4 separate regions of the Mus musculus genome follow, and regions 2, 3 and 4 are each linked to region 1. The links are chromatin contacts, called in public Hi-C, HiChIP or PLAC-seq and promoter capture Hi-C maps. All regions are on one chromosome and are shown on one strand. Each heading gives the region's core, a stretch centred on a gene start, on an enhancer-like site or on the middle of the called end of the contact. The rest is flanking DNA. Distances are from core to core; before and after follow the strand shown.

The links. A called contact is a pair of places that touch in the nucleus more often than the background predicts. HiChIP or PLAC-seq counts read pairs in DNA pulled down with a chosen protein or histone mark. Capture Hi-C pulls out chosen DNA fragments and counts their contacts.
Region 2: a contact with region 1 is called in an H3K4me3 HiChIP or PLAC-seq map of embryonic forebrain, with 4 times the contacts expected there. The contact joins the promoter of Taf6 here to the promoter of Baz1b in region 1. A contact is called at or near these places in 2 of 39 promoter capture datasets (liver and pre-B cells), 1 of 115 datasets of contacts at active chromatin or transcription factors (embryonic forebrain) and 1 of 9 other capture datasets (liver).
Region 3: a Hi-C map of CD4 T cells shows a contact between it and region 1, with 5 times the contacts expected there. The contact joins the promoter of Lrch4 here to the promoter of Baz1b in region 1. A contact is called at or near these places in 1 of 484 Hi-C or Micro-C datasets (CD4 T cells) and 1 of 115 datasets of contacts at active chromatin or transcription factors (large pre-B cells).
Region 4: a promoter capture Hi-C map of adipose tissue shows a contact between it and region 1, with 2.9 times the contacts expected there. The contact joins the promoter of Srrt here to the promoter of Baz1b in region 1. A contact is called at or near these places in 1 of 39 promoter capture datasets (liver) and 1 of 9 other capture datasets (adipose tissue).

Annotation. Positions count from the first base shown.
Region 1 is chr5:135,185,918-135,188,954 of GRCm38.p6, reverse strand. It overlaps Baz1b (bromodomain adjacent to zinc finger domain, 1B), which reads right to left and starts at 1,632. Exons shown (of 19, transcript NM_011714.2): 1 at 1,199-1,632. The coding sequence starts at 1,305.
Region 2 is chr5:138,185,744-138,188,780 of GRCm38.p6, reverse strand. It overlaps Taf6 (TATA-box binding protein associated factor 6), which reads left to right and starts at 1,555. Exons shown (of 15, transcript NM_009315.4): 1 at 1,555-1,611. Cnpy4 (canopy FGF signaling regulator 4) reads right to left here and starts at 1,246. Exons shown (of 6, transcript NM_178612.4): 1 at 1,061-1,246. The coding sequence starts at 1,196.
Region 3 is chr5:137,627,603-137,630,639 of GRCm38.p6, reverse strand. It overlaps Lrch4 (leucine-rich repeats and calponin homology (CH) domain containing 4), which reads right to left and starts at 1,517. Exons shown (of 18, transcript NM_146164.2): 1 at 1,214-1,517. The coding sequence starts at 1,433. It overlaps Gm20605 (predicted gene 20605), which reads right to left and starts at 1,517. Exons shown (of 22, transcript NR_033148.1): 1 at 1,214-1,517.
Region 4 is chr5:137,306,066-137,309,102 of GRCm38.p6, reverse strand. Srrt (serrate RNA effector molecule homolog (Arabidopsis)) reads left to right here and starts at 1,429. Exons shown (of 20, transcript NM_031405.2): 1 at 1,429-1,679; 2 at 1,918-2,057. The coding sequence starts at 1,936. It also overlaps the pseudogene Gm43013.

The DNA.
Region 1 (3,037 bases), core at 383-2,882:
TTACAAGACAATTAAAAATGAAACAACAAAAAACAAAGCAGGAAAGAGGCAAAGGCCAAGAGCAAACTGAAATACTTCACTTGAATCCTTCCTGCTCTTACCTAATCTTTCCAAAGGAAAAGGGGTGGTAAAGATAGCAGGACAGGCAAGTTTGGTAAGGAAACTTAGCTTTTTAAAAAACAAATAAGCCTTAAAAGATTCAACATTCCCCCTACCGGGGGCGGGGGGGGGGGGGGGGGAAGTACTACAACTTTTAACTAAGAGGCTATGCTTGGTCAAGAAATCTTAAAGTAATGATTGGAAATGCTGACTTTGTATTCTAAAACACCAGTTTCACGTACCAGAGAGAGAGAGAGAGAGAGAGAGAGAGAGAGAGAGAGAGAGAGATTGAGAGACAGAGAGACAGGCAGACAGACAGACAGGATCGGGAATGCAGTGTCCAGCCTCTCTGAGTTCGAGGCCAGCCGGTGCTACATGAAGCGCTCCCTCAAAAAAAAAAAAAAAAAAAAAAAGACGGAAAAATGAAACTTCTAAGTGTCAAACTTCTGTGTTCTCTAGGAAATAAATGGCCACCAGAACCATCAATGTACCTTTCTGCTCCTTCCCATCTTCAGTGGGTAAAAAGTTAATGCCAGGTTTTGTGATTTACGGTTCTGTCAGTTCATCCCTGGCCTAAAGTCCACTCCGGAGGAGAAAAACAAAACCCACAAGCCACATCAGTGTCCCCGCACAGCCCACTCAAGACGCAGTAGAGGCTTGCACAAGCCGGATCACGCGGCTGCGCCGGTACAATTTCAAAAACTTAAACTTGACGGTTTCATTTCTATGAAAGGAGAGAGAAATAAAATGCGCAAAGGGAACCCGGCTACCCTCCCTAGTCATTTAGGGCCCGAAGCCAAGTTGGGGAGGAGGGGATTGGTGTTGCGATCACCACCGAGGCCCCGGGGACAAAGTAAGGGGAAAAGGGATGGAGGCGCGCGGTTCCGGGAAGGACGGCTGGAGACGGCCCGGAGGGATCTCGCCGCGGAGCTCCCAAGCCCGGGTAAAGCAGGGCCCCGGGCATCACGGCCCGCGGACGGCCCCGTGCGGTGACAGCTGCCCCGCGAGCCGCGCGCGGCCCATTCGCATCTCGCCATCTCCATCCCTCGCCCTGCGCAGCCGCGGCCGAGCGTCCACACCGCGCGCGGAGAAAGGATACTCCCGGGTGCGGAAGGCCTCCTGAGTGTGCGGGATGGTGAAGAGCGGCTCCTCTCCGGGCAGCGGTTTCACCAGCGGGAAGGGCTTGCGGCCCAGCAGCGGCGCCATCGCGGCGGCGCCGGCAGGGGACGGAGCGCCGAAGGCTCGGCCGCTCTGCTGCGCAGCGCTAGGCCCCGGCAGCCCCGGGGCGAGCGAGCGAGCGAGGCGCCTGGCTCCCGGGGCGATGGGGGAGGGGAGGGGTGAGAGGGCGGCGCGAACTCCGGCTTCCCTCAGAGCTGGCGGGACCGCGCCACGGCCATGGAAGCCAGGGGGACGCCTCGAGGGGAGAAAACGGAGAGATTCTCCTCGCCCCTTCCGGCGCCTTTCACCTCACGCCGATCTCCGCCGCGGCGGCCGCCAGTCACGACTCCTCTCCAGCGGGCACGGGAGGAAATTATTGAAAAATGGCGGGAGATTCCCTTCCTCCCCCCCGCTGCCGGGCCAGCGCACAGACTAACTTGCTTCTCCGTGGCGCCCTGGGGCGGAGGCTCCGATAGGCGGAGGGCTCGTCGGCCTTCGCAGCCTATTGGCTCAGAGAGGCTGCCGCTCCGAGGTCGAGTCCCGCCCCCTGGGCTCCAGCCGCGAAGTTGAGTTGCAGCGCAGCAGAGGGCAGTCTGAAAAGGTGAAAGGTCACGTTATGTAAGAGCCGGGGACGGGCGTGCGGGCCTCCAGTGGCGGACTTCAAAAGTAATGGGACAGCAGTAGGAGGGGGAGGACGAAAAGCGGAAGACTCAAAGAGGTCAGAGCAAAAAGCCCTGTCACTGATACAGACATTGCGCCATCTGTCACCGACGGCGACACCGACATCCGGGCACTCACTGTCCGTGTGCTGCGCCGGAGGGGGGAGGGGGAGCGCGCGGCCAGGGGCTTTGTCTTTCCACTCGCGCTCCGCCCCCCTTCTTAAAGGGGCCGCGCTCGGCCACGCCCGGGGATGCGCGGGTGGAGCTGTACTGGGCGGGAAGTAACTCAGGCCCTCTCCAAACTGAAGTTCCGCATTGGGGCGACTAGGACCCCAACCTTCCCCGACGCGGCATCACTGTAATTGAGAAATGGAGATTAACAGCCTGTTTTTTAAGGACTACAGGGAAGGATAATGAAGAACTTTCTTTAAAAATATGTGGAGGAAGAGCCGCAGAGCAGACTCAGGGGCTAAGATCTTGTACTCGTTCAGAGGACCCAAGTTCAATTCTTAGCTCCCACATCGGGTAGCTGGAACCTGCCTCCGGCTGCAGCTCCAGGAGTTCCCATTCCTCTTGCCTCCTCAGGTGCACGTACTCACGTGCACGTAACATCCCCCACCACGTGTGCACACATACACAATTTAAAAATAAATCTTGAAAGTAAAATAAACGGAAGAATAATAAAGAAGGTTTTCTGTATGTACATATGTAAAAGACTATATTCATTCATATATATGTGTGTGTATATATATATATGTGTGTGTGTATATAGTGCAACTAAGTGATGCAGGTTTTTGAAGCTGGACGGTCCTAAGTGAGTTTGTGACTAACCTGGGCTACAGTCTTACAGGCTGAATAGCAAATCCCTATAACAATAAATAAATAAAGCTATGTTAGAAAACATATGTATTAAGCTCATGGGGCTGGAGAAGTGACTCCGCATGCAATTAAGAGTTCTTCCAGAGATTCTGGGTCTGATTCACAGTTTTTGTGTTGGAGGATCACAATCGCCTGTGACTCCAGAGCAGTAGATTCTTGCAACCCTGTATACATACCCCCCCCATACACATAATTTAAAATAAAAATAAATGTACTATTAAAAAAGATGGGCCTAAAGGGAT
Region 2 (3,037 bases), core at 306-2,805, 3.0 Mb before region 1:
TGGGAAAACAGTTCTGTAAGTAAAGCACTTTTAAGCTTGAGGACCTGAGTTCAGATCCTAAGAACCTCTGCAATGTTAGGTGATGTGGCACACGCTATCCCAGCATTCTGAGGTCAGAACTAGAGACAGGGGGTTCATATAGTTAACTTCTGCCTTTAATCCCAGCAGAGGCAAGTGGATTTCGGAGTTAGAGACCAGTCTGGTCTACAGGCAAGTTCCAGGACAGCCAGAGCTATAAAGAGAAACCCTGTCTCCACCCCCACCCCGACTCAGAAGAGTGGGGACACAGATGCAAAAATAAGTGAGAGATTAGAATCAAGTCATGGGTGTCAATGATAAAAACATGTTGTTGGGTGTAAAGTGAAGCAATAATGAATCCAAAGAAAAAGTTAGAGTTAGGGAGCCACAGGATATTTATTCAGTGACCTGGCTTCCTCCCTGTTGGGGATGGGAGGGGTGGTTGGGGGGAGGGCATTTACTAATGTAGCCAGAGGCCATGCTGCTTGTTGTAAAATCCCTACAGTGCACCCCATCTGCAAAGCCTCACACCGATGGGCAACTTCTAAGTGGTGTGGTGTCTTCATCTTCTCTTTATGAACTTCAGCTGGGGACTTACTCACCTTTAAAACCCCTAAAGGGGGCCATCAGGCCTGTAATTTAAGAGCGTCTCTGCCAGGGCGGGACTCAGTATGCCTATAAGGAATGAGTATTACACCCCACCCATGCAGATTGTCCAGATTTTTAACAAGGAGAGAAACGACTGAGGAAGATGCTCCATAGAGCCAGCGTTACAGGTTCTTGAACTACAATTCCCACAATACATTGGGGCCCAAGCCCGCAAGAAAAACCTAGATCCTTCTGGATGCCACCTGGGAAATGTAGTGCCACCTTAACCCTGCTTTCCCTCCCTTGTTCCCATTCAAGTGTTACCAAGCTCCAACAGAACCTCTTTCAAGACAGTCTAGTGATCCATCTATCCTAGCCCATTTGATTCAGCCTAGAGTTAGAGAGGCAGGAGGTAGATAGGGAGATGTAAATAGCAACTACTCCGTTTCTGTACCTTCGCATTTGCTGGGCAAACGTTCTGTGTCATCTTCCTCCTCTTTTGTCGCCTCAGCCCAAGCACCGTACGCTGCCAGGATGAAAAGCAGTATCTCCAGCCGCACAGGTCCCATGATAAAACGCAGTCCACACATACAACCACCCTTTGCCTTCAGACCAACTTCTGGAAGGCAGCGGGCCCTTTAAATTTAGGCGAAGCCCGCAGCAAGCTTTAAAAAAAAAAAAAAAAAAATCATAGAACGGTCAGCGCATGCTCAGAGCCAGCCCGAAAGTGGGTGGAGCGTGATGGCTCAGTTTTGTGGCGCCTTCTGAAGGTCCTGACAGCTGGGTAATGAAGATACAAATTGAAGTAATTAGAATAGAGTAATATGATCTTTACACATGCACGTAGAATGAAATTTTTATATAATTTCAGACTGTGAAACGATATGGTCTATTTTGACATAGGGAAGAACAGTGATAACTTTTTGGCTTCTGCCAGGACCTACTCCTGTCAGGGGGCGGGGCCAAGATGGCGCCGAGCGCCGGGTGAGCGGCGCTTTGGCAGCGGTGAGAGGCTTTTACTGCTCCCGGTGCTTGGCTGGCGGGGGAAAGTCTGAGGTGTATCCGTGAGGAGACCCTTTGAAAGGGCCCATGTGAGGACTGGGAAGAAGACGGTTGGTTGTGTGTCCGTGCTCGTGGGGACCCTGTGCGTGACTGCACTGGAAGGATGGTGGGGCGATGTAGTGGCTTGTGAACCTCCTGTAGCGCTGCCCGGGTAATCTTCGAATCACTTCCCTAGCTGAGAAAAATGATGTAAAGATATAGCTCAAGTTATCCCTTCTCTAAGAAGTCTTCCTGTCGCTTCCACTGATCTGAGAAACTCCCGAGGCTGCTAGAGTGTTTTATGAAACCTTAGTGGCAAGGGTACCACCACAGAGGACTGGGACCCGACCAGGTACAGAGTATGTGCTGAATAATTGTATTTCCTGTAGACAAGATTTAACAAAAGTCTGAGAAGACTTGGAATGAAAAGAACCAGTCCCTAGCACTCAGTTCTGAACACTCTTGAGGTTGGTTTCATGTCCAGTGTCAGGCAAGCTCCTTTCCTTTTAACCACAGAGTAAACTCCAAGCTTGAGTCTGTGTCTTTTTCATTTTGGTAATTGTTATACCAAGTATTTAGTGAACACTTACACCTTATTCATGCTGGGCAGTGGTGGCTCACGCCTTTAATCCCAGCACTTGGGAGGCAGAGGCGGGCGGATTTCTGAGTTCTAGACCAGCCTGGTCTACAAAGTTAGTTCCAGGACAGCCAGAGCTATACAGAGAAACCCTGTCTCGAAAAACCAAAAAAAGGAAAGAAAAAAAGAAAAAAAAAGACTTATTCATATATTTAACAATGCCCTAGGCACCAGATAGGTCAGTGAACATAACAGACATATTCTTGTTTACTGGTGGGGTAAGGATAATAAACAAGAAGAAATAATAGCCAGGCTTGGTGGTAAACAGCTGTAAAAGGCAGGAGGCTCTCCAAATCAAGACCACGGGATGAATTCCAGACGAGCCTGAGACCCAATTGTAGAAGGGTTGTTTAACATGTGGAAGGTCTTAGATTTAATCTAGAGTGATTTTATATATATACATATTATATCACTATTATTAAGAAGAAGAAGAAAACATAGCAAACAGGTAAAGCCAGGCATGGTGGTATGTGCTTGCAATCCCAGTACTTGGGAGGTAGAGGCCAAAGGACCAGTGTTGTCTACCTAGTGAATTTGAAGCCAGTGGGGCTATAGGAGACCTGCCCCTAAAGAGAGGTGGGTGGGGTCAGGTAGTCAGCCAAACACGTTTAGGAAGAACACAACAAAAGCTATAAAGCCAAGTACATGTCTGTCAGATTTAAAGGACAGCAAGGAGAATGATGTCAGGGTAAAGTGGGAGGGGGCGGGGCAGGTGATCAGAGATATGAGAGAAAAGAAAGAAACCATCTTAGA
Region 3 (3,037 bases), core at 268-2,767, 2.4 Mb before region 1:
CCTGGGGCTCACCCATTCCCAGGACTCATTCAACTGTGTAGGGAAAAAGCATTTAAAAACAGAGAGATTTAAACTTTTTCTCTCCAGAGCTGTAAGAGGAGATTGTGCCCCAGCCAGCCTGGTACAATTGCAGGTGGGCAGGAACCTACTGGAGCAATGTGTTCTTTGATCCAGCTTGATCCAGCCCTGGACCAGATGAGAGGAGCAGAAGGGGCCCTAACACTCCAGCCCAGACTGGGGTGGGGCTCCCGGAATGTAGCCCTCTGTTGTGATTCCCCGCCCTCAGCTGCCAGCCCAAGTTCATAGGCTGCCTCCTAAGCAGCCTGACTCACCTGTCATAGTACAGTCCCCAGTGCCTGGCCATAGCAGACCCAAGGGTAGAGTGTCCATGATTAGTGGGATCCCAAACACACACACACCAGGGTGGGGTGGACATGATTAGAGGGGTCCTGAGGGCAGGGACTGGAGAGTCTCCAGGAGGTCAGCACTCCTAGCTAAGAGATACAATGTCCTTCCTTTCAGCAAGCTGCCTCAAGTTTCTCCCCTAAGGGGAAAGCAGAATTGTAGGGTTCCTATGAGATCACAAACTCCACAGTGACCTCATAAAACCAGGAAGAAGAGAAAGGGGATAGGGGGATAATGGGTGGAAAGTTAAGGGCGAGAGATTCACTTCTTTCACATAGATAGGCTGGGGTGGACGGCGGAGAGGGGCTGGGACTTGGGGAGACTACGGAAAAGCAAGCAGAAACGTCGGGTTGTTAGGAGCGACCCTTTAGGAAAGAGATAACGGGGCTTGTTGGGATTGTGGTGGACGGGTGAGAAAGACGTTGGAAACGACTAAAAGGGTGAAAATGTAGCGATTAATGATAGATTCTACATGGAAGTTTGCTTTAAGGGTTGATCAGATCTAGGGTTGAAGAAGCCAACCAGGTGAGGGGCGGGACCATGCTACAGGTGCGCAATATGCAAATAAAGGGGAAGAGTCTCCTAGAGCTCGGCCAAAAGTGTTCTGTGCACTCTTGAAGCGAACTCATTGTCCAGTGGTTCTTACACAGGGGAGGGGAGGTCGCGGGCTCAATGCCAATCCCAAGGGGCGAGCGTTCAAGACTGCCAGGTGAAGGGGTGGGCCCAATCGAACGCGAGGCGGGGCTATGCAAATGAGGGTCGCAGTCCAGTATGGGTCCCCTGCTCTCTGGGCACCAGCGCAACTCACCAGCCTGGGTGATGTCTGACAAGTCGTAACTGCGGGCCGCGCCCCGGGGGAAGTGCTTCAAACGCCGGTTGGACAAGTTCAGGGTCCCGGTGGCCACAGCCTCCTCTAGGGCTCGTTCTGCGCTACGGCTCCCAGGTAGACCAGGAGACCCTGGCAAGGACACTGAAGCTGCAGCTTCCTCACCCCCGGCGGCGAGTGGGCCCGCTACTGCTGCCGCCATCCGCTCTCGGCGGCTCCCCCTGCCTGACTGACGGCACCGGCCGGCCCTTCTCGCCCTTCCCCCTCCTCGGAGCCGCCGTAGTCCCCACTGAAGGGAGGAAGCGAGGGTCAGGAACTCCGCGGACCAATCATGAACCAGAGACGCGTTAGAAGTGCCCAATCAGAAAACGGCAGGGGGTGGAGCCTCTCAATTCTAGATTACACTGAGGGAAGGGAGGGGTGAAGAGGAGCACCCCGCCAACGGCCGCGGTTCCTGGTCGGCCCGCCCCGCGCAGCGACATCCAATCACAACTCTCGAGGCTGGAGATGGAGCCAATGAGACCCGCCCAGGAGGCGGGGACTACAGGTCTCAACTTTAGGGTATTAGAGACCCAGAGACCACAAACCTGCTTTTTCAACCAAGACCAATTGCAATCTAGATTCAGGCGAGTGACTGTGAAGAAGACCAATTAGAACCTACAAAAGGAACCTGTCCCGGCCTCTTCTCTGAGGGACGGTTCTGCCTACCAATAGCATGGGCTAGGAGGTGCTCCATTCGCTAGACAGAAGGAGGTGGGTGAGCTAGAATTTTTGAGACGCAGGTAAAGATCGTAAAAGGCGCGCGCTGGGCGGCCTGACAGTGCAGGGTTAGGGTTGGGTACTAGCTGTGCTTACTGGGGAGCAAACCAGCATCCGAGAAGTGAGGAAGGGCGAGGGATGCCCCACTCAGCACTCAGGCTGTTGTCTCAACAGAAGGGACCATTTCCTCCTGCGCAGTCTTGAGTCCCTAATGGGAATGCTGGGGATGACCGGTGAGGGGGTTTCCAGTTCAGAGAGGGAAAGTCGTCAGACCTGCCAAAGTCCCCCTGGAGAAGACTTGTGATGGCCAGACCAAACTTTAGAGACTACGAAGGATCTCATGGCCTCTAGAACAAGATCTTTGGGGGTTTTTTGTTTGTTGCTTTTCCGAGACAGGATTTATTTCTCCGTGTAGCCCTGGCTGTTCTGAAACTTGCTCTGTAGACCAGGCTGGCCTTGAACTCAAGAGCTCCTCCTGCCTGTGTCTCCCGAATGCTGGGACTAAAGGCGTGCATCATCACCGCCCGGCTAAGACCTCGGGTTTTTTATAAATGAGGAAAGGGAAGCTGGACAAATCTCAGACCTCCAGTAGAACTCCCCCACACATACTTTCATAACAGACTTTGTCTATTGGAAACCTCTTATTTGAAGCTGGGTGTGGTGGCATGAGCCTGTCGTGACAGTTCTTAAAAAGAGGAGGCAGAAGGATCGGGACTTCGAGGTCAATTCCAGGCAAGCCTGGACTACATAACTCCAAACTAACCTTTTTTAAAAACAAAAACAAACAAACAAACAAACAAACAAACAAAAAAACCCCAGAAAACTTCTTGAGATACAGGAAGGAGTCCCAGATGTGAGAGATAATAGTAAAAGAATATTTTTTTTTCCTTTGAGATTTGCTTTTAGAAGAATGTTAGCGTTTAATGAACCTCCCTGTGTGGCTTCTAGTCATTAGAAAACAGGCATCCCAACACCCTTAATCGCCTCGGCTCTTCCAAGGTTAATCCTGTGGTGAGGCATGCCACTAAGCATCCCCCTTCCCTCTTG
Region 4 (3,037 bases), core at 180-2,679, 2.1 Mb before region 1:
TCTTAGCTTATTTCTTCCTAAACCCAGGTCCTGTCATACGGTAGGCAAGCATTCTATCATTGAGCTGTACGACTCTCATTGCTTCCCTCCTCTTCCTCCTCTACTTCTTTCTTGAGACGGGGCCTTCTTTCTCTGTGTAGCCCTGCCTGGCTGGCCTGGAACTCCCTTTGTAGACTAGGTTGGCCTCCAACTCAGAGATCTGCCTGCCTCTGCCACCAGAGTGCTGGGATTAGAGGTGAGCGCCACCATGCTCCCATCTTCTTGAATTACGTGTGTATGAGCTGGTTGCAAGACTTAAATCCCAGTACTCAGGAGGCAGAGACAGGAAGATCTCTCAGTCTGAGGCCAACCTAGTCTACAAGGGGAGTTCCAGGCCAGCCATGGGGTACACAGAAACCTTGTTTTGGAACAAAATGATGAGTATATGTATCTGTGTATCAGTGTGTGGGTGTGTGTGCATCTGAGTGCAGTGCCCTTGCAGACCAGAAGAGGTGTCAGTTCCCTAGGCACTGGAGTTAACAGTCTGTGAGCAGCCAGCCACATGGGAGCTGGGACTCCAACTCTGATTTTCTGCAAGACCAGGAAGTGCTCTTACACACTGGACCGGCCTCTTTGGAAAATGTTTTTGAGAAAGGGTTTTAGAAAATTGTCAAGGCTGGCTTTGAACTCATTTTGCAACCCCTGAATTTGATTCTGCTTTGACTTACTGAGTAACTCGGGTTACGCCTGTGCCAACGTAACTGTCTGCTAAGTTTTTAAAATGCCCCCTTGTAAATACACCTTATTAGATGCTGGGATTTTTCATTCTTTTCTGGGAGCAAGACAGTGGCATGCTCCCTTGTTTAGCTTAGTATTCTATTCATGGAAAAGGGCTTACTGTTATCTTAGGGATTTCAACTGGAAACTAGTGGATCCTGGTGGTTGTTTCCAGACTGCAATGTAAAGACTCCCATTAAAGAACTGGGCATTAAGATCGAGGTTTACACTTTTGCATGAGTATTAGGCTCCTCTGTCCAAGACAAGCAGGAAGAACGCATTTTATAAGTAGCACATACTGTATTTTTTTGCAGGAGAAAATGGTGGGAGGAGATGCCTCTAAAATGGTTGCTTCTATGAATTATTCCCTAGACATCCATCGTCCCCAAACCCCTCGATAGCAAATCCGCCCTTGAGGAGGTCAAGAGGTGCCCCAGCCCAGGGCTATTGCAAAGCAACCTTTGGATGCAAACTAGCTCCTACCCAGGATACCTTACGGGAGTGACACTTAACTTCTCCAGTGCCCTCCTTTTCAAGTAGGCACGAGCACGTTCAGAAGGCCTGGCTTGGCCCAGCTCAACTTCCGTAGCTCCGAGAAGCTGGGGCGATTTTGTCGCAAAACCACGCGAGACTTCCGCGTCTCCACCCTCTTCCCGTCATTCTTTTAATCTCGGAGTTTTAGTTTGGTCCGGGGGTCTTGTTTTGTAGTTGGAGGCCGAGCTCCGGGAGTGACGTAGGACGCGCGCGCGCCTCCTTGCCCCCCCCCCCCCCCCGCGGTCCCGCTCTTCTCTTCCCCTTCGTCTCCGGGCTGAGAATCCCAGCGTCTCCTTCCAACCCTCTTTGTGGTCCATTGTCGCTCGTTCCGGTCCGCCCGGAAAACAAGCCCGCCGGCGCGCGCTTCCAACGGCCCCGACCGCTGCCAGGTGGGGGAGGGGAAGGAAAGGCCCGGGCGGCGGGATTGCGAGGAGAGGACCGTGCCCGGGGGCTTCGGGGGTGGACGAGGGGGAATCCGTGGGGACAGTGAAACTGTCGGAGCGATCGCCCTGCCCGGGATGGCAGGCCGGCCTCGGCGGGAGGGAGGCGGGCGTGCTGTCCCCGGGGGATTGTCCCTCCTCTGGTCCTTGTTCATCATCACCGTGTCTACCCGCCGCCGGGCCCCAGGCCTCCTCTGACAGCACCATGGGTGACAGTGATGATGAATACGACCGAAGACGCAGGGACAAATTTCGAAGAGAGCGCAGCGATTATGACCGTTCCCGGGAAAGGGATGAAAGACGGCGAGGGGACGATTGGAATGACCGGTGAGACAGTATTAACGTCCATACCCCGCCCCGTACAACCCTTCCGCGCCACAATTTTTCTTTTCGTTTCCTTTTTTGTCTTTACCTTACAAAATCTTATTAGGATGCAGTTTACCGTTGAGCCATTTCTGTAGTTTCAGTCTATTCACCGTTGGCTCAGATTTTGAGCTTTTAACCAAAGTGACGGTCAGTATTAGTGCTGGACAGGAGCTCCGCACAGCTGGTTGGACTGCATCTTCCGTGCAGGCTACATAGGGAGACACAATCTCAAATCCAAATATTAAGAAAGCACAAACTGACCAAAGTGAGATTGGCCCGAAACTCTTTAGGTAGCTCAAGATGACATTAAACTTCTGAATTAAGGAAGTATTCTACCACATCCTGTTTAAGAGTTTTTTGAAAGGATTTTTAAAACAGGTAATTGAGATAAGAAATGTGCAAGTGCATTTCTTCTTTTATATAATAAAACGTTCATGGGGGTTTGCTTACATTATGTCTATGCACCTCATTCGTTCCTGGTGCCCGAGGAGGCCAACAGAAGGCTTTAGATCCTCTGGGAAATGGGCAGGAAAGATGGTTGTGAATTGCTTTGTGGGTGCTGGGACTCAAAGCCTAGTCCTCCGCAAGAGGAGCCAACCAAGAGTGGTTAAAAGGAGTGCATTTAACTACTGAGCCAGCTCTCTACCTCTCTTCCTTTTTAAATCCAGAGGTGAAGTAAAAACAACAAAAACAAAGCCAGTTTAGTGAGTTAAGCGCCATAGCTCAACTTGAAAACAGATTTCTTTATTTTTAAAGATTTATTTGTTTGAGTGCTCAATTTGCATGTACATCTGCATGACAGAATAGGGCATCTGGTCCCTGTAGTTGTTGCTGGGATTTGAACTCATGACCTGGATAAGCAGCCAGTGCTCTTAACTGCTGAGTCATCTCTCAGTTTCTTTAGAGGGATTTGAAATGACTTTGAGATAGAATTTAAGAGG